Linked DNA regions of Drosophila melanogaster: region 1 is linked to region 2. Evidence: chromatin contacts called from public HiChIP or PLAC-seq data. All regions are on one chromosome and are shown on one strand. The core of a region is the stretch at or near the end of the contact, and the rest is flanking DNA. Distances in the headings are between cores, read along the strand shown.

The links. HiChIP or PLAC-seq counts read pairs in DNA pulled down with a chosen protein or histone mark.
Region 1: a contact with region 2 is called in an H3K27ac HiChIP or PLAC-seq map of the Kc167 cell line, with 4 times the contacts expected there. The contact joins the promoter of fkh here to the promoter of CG43125 in region 2. A contact is called at or near these places in 1 of 107 Hi-C or Micro-C datasets (the S2 cell line) and 1 of 6 datasets of contacts at active chromatin or transcription factors (the Kc167 cell line).

What each region holds. Positions count from the first base shown.
Region 1 is chr3R:28,583,119-28,586,897 of dm6, forward strand. It overlaps fkh (fork head), which reads right to left and starts at 2,146. Exons shown (of 1, transcript NM_001300645.1): 1 at 1-2,146. The coding sequence starts at 1,435. lncRNA:CR43126 (long non-coding RNA:CR43126) reads left to right here and starts at 2,930. Exons shown (of 1, transcript NR_048504.2): 1 at 2,930-3,779.
Region 2 is chr3R:28,262,091-28,266,140 of dm6, forward strand. CG43125 reads right to left here and starts at 1,532. Exons shown (of 3, transcript NM_001260415.1): 1 at 1,355-1,532; 2 at 1,251-1,296; 3 at 645-1,197. The coding sequence starts at 1,532. The coding sequence ends at 645. It overlaps CG43124, which reads right to left and starts at 2,683. Exons shown (of 3, transcript NM_001260416.2): 1 at 2,471-2,683; 2 at 2,365-2,410; 3 at 1,781-2,305. The coding sequence starts at 2,654. The coding sequence ends at 1,798.

The sequences.
Region 1 (3,779 bases), core at 896-3,395, 320 kb after region 2:
CGTTGTAGCCGGCGTACTGGCTCATGTCGTACATCTTGATGTCCGCCTTGGACTCCGTGGGCAGCAGGCGGTTGATGGAGAACGGATGGCTGGAGGGCGTGTAGCCAGAGGGCTCCTGCTTCAGCGGATGCATCGACGAGTGGTAGTCGGTGATCAGCGACGGATGGCACCGATTGGCCATCATCGCCGACAGCTCCTCCTGCTGCAACTGGTGGTGCTGATGGTGGTGATGTGTGGGCACATGCTGCGGCTGCTGGCTGAGGCACAGTTCGGCATTGGCATGCAACATGGCCAGGGCCTCCGCGTCCTTGCTGTGCGCTGCACTCAGGACATTTACGCCGGCGATCGATGCTCCGCCCGCCTCCTTGTGGTGCTGATGATGGTCCAGCCGGCTGTGGTGGTGGTGGTGCATGTGGTGCGAGTCCTCGTGATCCTTCTTGCCCGGACTGGTGGCCTCCAGGCTGCTGTGCGACGGACTCTTGTGCAGCTGCCTAATGGCCTCCTTCTTCTCGTCCTTGAAACGCTTCTGTCGCCGCAAATAGCACCCGTTCTCGAACATATTCCCCGAATCCGGATGCAGAGTCCAAAACGATCCCTTTCCTGGCTTGTCCGGCGTCCTGGGAATCTTTACGAAGCAATCGTTGAAGCTCAGCGAATGTCGAATGGAGTTCTGCCAGCGCTGCTGATTCTGCCTGTAGAACGGAAACAGATCCATGATGAACTGATAGATCTCCGAGAGCGTCAACATTCTGGTGGGGTTATTCTGAATGGCCATGGTGATCAGTGAGATGTAGCTGTATGGCGGCTTGGCATGCGTGTAGCTCCTTCTGTACGTAGTTGGTTTGTCCACCCGCGATCTGCCTAGGGAATTCGGCGATCCCGTCTCCATTTCCCGGGATCCCGGCGGCATGGCGCCATAGGTGCCGCTCAATCCCGCCGCCGACATACTCGCTGCCGACATGGCCATGCAGCCACCCATGTTCCCGAGCGGTGATCCCATGCTGGCGTAGCTCATCGAGCTGGGGGTCATGCAGTTGCCGCCCATTGAGTTCATGGCCGCCGCACCCATGCTGCCGTTCATGCTGGCATTCATGCTGGCGCTCATACTGGCACTCATGCTGGCGCTCATGCTGGCGACCGCCGCCGCCGAGTCCAGGACGCTGGAGCTGAATGTGGCCGCCGCCTGAGGGGAAACCGATGACATGCCACCCACCGGCAGGCCCATGCTGTTCATTGTGTAGGCGGATCGAGCCAGGGGACTCATGCTGCCGCCGTTGCTCGTCGGATTCGGGTTGTTATTGCTGGGCGGTGGGGGCCCACCGCCTCCTCCTCCGCCGCCGCCTCCACCGCCGCCCGACGGAGGACCACCGCCACCCGAGCTGGCCATGCTCACCGGAGCACTGCTCGGAGGCGGCTCCGCGTAGAGCTTCTGCATGATGTCAATGGTGGTCTGGTGGGGGCTACCCTTCAGAAAGCTGTTCAATAGTTGCGCCGTTATGTTGCCGGCTTTCGGAGGCGCTGCCCTCTGGTGGATCGATGGAAAAGGCAACGCGTTCTGCAACGCGTTAGTTAAAACGAAAATCAAAAAGGAGGTCTTTAAAACGTGGCTTTACTCTGATATATTGTATATCAACTGTGATTTCAGTGCACTATCACTGCTTCAATCGGTTTGCATATATCTGGCATTTTATCGAGAGCACTTCGGCACTTGTCACTTGTTGGCTGGAAGGTTCTGATTCCGTTTGCGATTCTGATTCTGATTCTAAGCTTTGTTTGTAAACACACACCGTGGTTTAATTATTTGTGCGGGATAATCATATAAAATATATATTTATTTTCTGTTATGATTCGATTCTTTTTGTATTTTCTTTGTATTTTTGTATGGGGATTTTTGTTGTCTGCCGCACCGAGCGGCCACAAAACACCGACGCACGAACGTGAATATCTAGCTGGCTGTTGGCCACTGAAGTCTGAAGCTGGGAGTTGTGCTGTGCTGTGCTGCTGCTTTTGCTGCTGCTGCTTTTGCTTTTGCTGCTTTGGCTGATGCTGCTGTTGCCGTTGCCGCTTTAGCTGCTGGTCCGCTCGAGTGTCTCTTTGGCTTGAGCTCTTGAATGTGACTGTTTGCAGAGGGGAACGCTTGTCTACTATTTGGCTTGCGCTTGCTGCCAACAAATATTGTTCGAGCCGCGCTCAAGTGCCTCGGCCGACGTCGGCGTCGACAGCGGCGGCAGCGGCAGCAGCGACGCGCCCGGGCAGCACCAGCTCCGACTCGTTCTCGCCAATGGCCCGGCGGTATAGTGCGTCTCACCACCACCCTGGCGGAGTTACCAATGACAGGCGGCGGTTCTCTTACGTACACAGTGGTGCTGCGGCGCAAGCGCATTGGTCGGTTGGCCTCTTGTATCAACAGAGCAGGGCCGGTTGCCAGGCAACTGGCCATTGGGGGGGCGTGGCCAGGCCGCAGTCAGCAACGCCCTCCACTCACACACCCTCAGCGGTGCGGACAGAGATACACGGGCAGAGATACCGGATACGCATACAGCTGCAGATACATTCGCAGTGGCCTAGCCTAATGCTGAGCGACGCCATGTTACAGTTAACGATTTTCCCTAATGCGATCAATAATCGCTCGCTCTCCTTCTCGCCGTAGCGTGCTATCAGAAAATAAAAAGAAAAAATGTGGAAAAAAAACCATTAAGACGGGTTCTGGAGACCGAATCTCTGGGGAGACTGAGAATGCGACGACGCTCTGTTTTTCGAGAGAAACAAAAAGACCGAGTGTTTTGGCCTGGCCTGGCCTGGCTTGGCTTGGCTGGGTTTGGCTCCCAAACAAGACATTTAATAATATCTGTGTGTGTTTTTTCAGCCAGTTTTTTTTCGTATCCGTACCGCTTTTTCCCTTTTGAGGTTAAGGTATGCCAATGTCACTCTCATTCATTCCCATTCGCATTCGTGGCGAGGCATCGCGAGCGGCAGCAGCAAATCATCAGAACAGCGGCGCAGTTCACCTTTTTGGCAAGTCATTGCGAAAGTGACCCAGTTCTGCATCTGGCCAGCATCAGCCGCATCTCATCCGAGCATCCCACTGCATCCTACCTAAGATACCCGAAACATAAGCATCCACAGTTCATTGATAGCGCGTGCTGGCAGCTACTTCCTGGTATCCTGGCAATTTATCCACGTTTATGGTCCCGGATAAAACGCATTCTAATTTCGGGCCATAAACCATAGACGCCTTTCCTATTCCGCTTAACCCTTTCGCTTGGCCAAGTGTATCTGCGAGTGCCTGTGTGTGTGTGTCCGTGTGCGAGTGTGTGCCAATCCGTGAGAGTGTATGTGTGTGAGCCAGGCTCATTATTGCGTGTCATAAAAGGACGATTGTCTCGTTTCTCAATGAATGTTTTGCTCAATTAAGATCTACCTGAGCGGGAGGAAAAGCGGGGAATTTCCGCATTACTTTTCCATTTGTCAATGCAGCAGTTCTTTCTCCTCTCACTTTTTTGTAGCCTTCATCTAGGCGCTGAGACATTGAATTTTTGAAATTATCAATGAAATGTAATGAAACATTTCGCTTGTGGGAGAAATCACATTTTTATGATCGCCCCATTTCCGAGTAATTATAATGACTAATGACTTATGTCATATAGAGCCGTTTCCCCTTCACAAAAGCACTACTGAGTAATATTTTTATCATATTCAAGATTATCTTCAAATTGTTTGAATAATTGTTTACAATAACCATGGGTTAGATAAGATTGAGAGATAAGCGAAACTGAATC
Region 2 (4,050 bases), core at 282-2,781:
CAGCGGTAACATTTTAACACTTTTAGAATCATCTGCGGTCAACGATATAGTGGAAATTTAATAAACGTTGAATTAAAATCCATCGATTTGCAATCAAATGTCTTAATAGTTTGAGTTTATAGGTAAATAGCTTTCGACATATTAAATAAATAAATATATTAAAATTCAAAAACCTTATCAGTCGTTCTAATTTATATTCACTACTAATCTTACTTAAAGTTGGACCTATTTAACTATTCATAGTAAACCATATAAATGGCAAGTAAAGGTCAAGGAAACACATATGATTAGGGGATGGGCTGATAACTCATAAGCCTTAGTAACAACCCAAATCCAAGCAACCATTCCCAGAGGAATGCAAAAACTGTCAACATTCAGAGATGAGTATGATGGTGATTTTATAGCACACATACTAGCTGATTCCTGGACAGACAAGAAATAGAAAAAAGGACCTTACCACATGGGAATATCCTGGTGGAGTTGGTTCGGGGCCAGTCTGGGGGCGAGACTAGCCATCTCCACCAATGGTCAGAGCTCATAGAAGCATATTAAATACAATGAAGAAGTAAAGTGACAGCGGCCAATAGCAATATTAGAACTGAACATTACACAGAAGTAAAAGTTAACTATTTTGTATTTTAAATTTAAAAATCAAAATCTGTATTTGGGGCCATGGTTATATGCACATCAAGTGCGAGCGGTGTTATCCAATTGACGTAGGCCATCACATCGGTATAGACGTCCTTCTTTGACTCGGAATTACGATGGCTCAGAATGCCATATTGGTGAAATAGTGCAGACTCGTTAATTTGTTTGGTGAGTGGCCACCCAACTGCAATGGGTTGGGGGGGTAAAATGACATCGGGTCGTGGTTCACGAACTCCAAACAGGGAGAGAAACCAATTTAAAAAACGTTTCATGATGCCAGCTTTGTTCTTTTTAGGCTCTTCATTTTTTTTCTTTTCAATCTCAAAGGTAGGAGCTTTTGGTACTTTACCCACGTTTACATCAATGCATATCGGCTGTATATTTTTTTTGTATACAACACTTGTTTTCAATCTGAGCAAAGCTATATTATACTGATGGCTCTCTGAGGAATATGACCTATGTATGAGCGCCCTCGCAACATATATTTCTTCATACTGAAGTTTACTGCTGTTTTGAAGGGTTCCGTCAATCTCTCCCAAGCGAACGATGCTGTGAAGGGCAAATAATGAATACAGTATAGTGTTTGTTCTATTATTACATACAGTTCAGTTTGGTAATCTATGCAGCTCGCAGCGGTCAAGACAAACCCTATAAAATCAGCAACGTTGTTAAAAAAATTTTAATAAAATTGTATTTTAACACCTACGTTCGTTGATAAGCGTGCCAGTACACGTAATATTCGAACTTAGTTCTGGTCGAATTTTGACCAGCCATGGAGCGGGACTAAATACAGAACTTTTCCCGCAATTCTGCTCTAAAAATAATGCTGATCCCTGGTAAAACAGCAGCAGAGCAAATACCGCCAACCGGAGTGTCGCACTCATTGTCTTAAACTAAAATATACTTCCAAATAATAGCGATTAAAAGCAATCTTCAATTGAGCTGGCGCTACCCATTTCGCTTTTATGTTTGTTCTTATGAGCGATCAGAACGTTTAATTAACTGAAAGATTAAATCTACAACAAATAATTTATGCATAAATATGAGACAGTACTTAAAGAGAATTTCTTATTTCATATTTCCGTTTCATAGCGAGCTTAGGTTGAATAGGAACCAATTAAAAATGCTCAGTACTGTTCCATTAAATATTTAATATTCTTTTTTCTTGACTGGAGTACTTATATCAATCTCTAACGAGATTTGAGCTATCCAGTTAATATGAGACATAACATTTATATAAACCTCATCATAGGTTTTGTTATCACGATAGCTCAGGATTCCATATCGTACAAGTCCCTTGAAAGGACCGTTTGAGATTGTTTCAGTCCAAGGACTTCCAGTGGGTTTGGACTGCCATTTTTCTTCATTTTCTCCGAAAACATATTTACAGAATAAACCTTTTATGTTTTTACAAAAGTACCACATTTTGGGCTTTTCATTGATAATTTCAAAAGTGGTCGCCAATCCAAGGCTTTTAGGACTTTTTGTGATACACATCGGTCGAATGTGGGTCTTAAATTCCACTTCCGTTTGCAACCGAAAGATACACAAATTATTCGTATTGTTGGCCGGGAAATGTGTCATCCAAAAGTAAGCCTTTGTTACTCGGAAATTTTCGTAGCTTTTATCAAAATAGCCACTGCCCAAGCGAACAGTTCTATTTAAAAAAGGCAGATAATATTTTTTCTGGTGTTTTTTTAACTTAACAGGACTTACAGTTTTTCATTCTCTTTAAAACAACTCGCAGCTGTTAGAACATAAACTGAGAAACAATATATTGATTATTTTGTGTCTGATGAAGCATATCGCGTGTTATACTAACGATTATTTATGAGTGCTCCAGCGCAAATTACTTTAGAATCCGATAGAATTTCAGCCAGCCAGGGAGCATAGCTTGATCCATTAATCCGCTCCATGTGGTCTACGCAATCCTCCTCCAGAGTCTGGGCAGATCCCTGGTAAAACATCAAAACGATACACAGTACTATCCATCTTGCTGTGTTCATCGTTCCATGCGGCAATTCAACTGCCTGCCAACTGATTTTGAAATCGCAAGCTGAGTACTATTTTTATATGGTGTTTAAAACGACGCTTATCACGAATCTTAGCAGGAGCTTAGTCATTTTGTGTGTTTGTGGTAATTAAATTTGTATACATATTTTTGATTCGCTGAAGTCTTATCAGCTTACACTTTTCACATGCACTCCCTATCGTATATACTCGGTGGAGAATTCTCTTCGTGTGTCTCATACAAGAATCAAAATTGAACGCTGAAGGCAGCGCGTCCGCTATGAATTATGACTTTAATTTCAATTTCAGTCAGGGTCCAGCATATGTGTCGTCCCTTCGATATCCTGCCCATTCTCCCCTACCGCTCCCCTTTCCCAGTTTCCCTGGCAAACCACCTGCCAGTAAGCATTGGCCATAATTCTAAAGTCAGTGACGGATCATAAATTCGAAACTTTTCTGCGAAACGGCAGTGGCAGAAACAACCAAAAGCAACAACAATGGTTTAAGATGGGCGACCTAAGATGAATCCATGGAAACCATCGACGGTCAATGACGAAAGCATCAAACTCAAAACCCGATTGCCATCATATTGAAAATATTGAGTTCAACACTCGAGAAGGTCGGCAACTTAGGCAAACTTCGACTGCCAAATGCTCTGTTTGAACTGATTTAATTGGAAAACCGCAGATGACAAATCTGAATGATAAATACCATTTATTATTTTAATATTATACTGATGCTTACATATTAATTAAAGAAAAAAGAGCTTTTTCGTGTGGCATTAGAATAGAAAAGAATACAAAGGTATATATAAGATTGTCATTATAATCACTTTATGACATATGACAAGCCACTCAAAAAGCAAAATGCTTGATGCAAGATTTTAAGAGTCGACATCTTATTTTAAAAGCTAGTTTCTAGGACACAGTACTTTCAGTTAAATAGAGTATGGAAAAAGAGCGTTTGTCAGCAAAAGAATAACAACGACAAGCAAAGCAACTGCAAATTACACTTGAATGGAACAATGGGAAAATGGGAAATGTGGAGGCGGCGACGGTAAGAGGAAAAGGTAAACGACAAGAATACGATTGGAAAACGATTTTCATTTCTGCAGCTAATATGAGCGACAAATCTAAGTGAAGTGGGTCGAAGGGGGCGTGGCTACATCGAACTCACAGTCACACACACTCGCACACCCACACACACCACACATGCAAGCATCATGCAAAGGGACAATTTCGAAATCAATATTTATGACTGCCCCAGCAGATTTATTGCAACTGGCGATGAGGGTACCAAATTCGCCTCGTTCTAGTTGAATTCTTTTCTCTATTTTCCATTTTTGTGCTTTTCCCATTTTTTTTTTTTTTGCTCATTGCTGCTGTTGCTTTT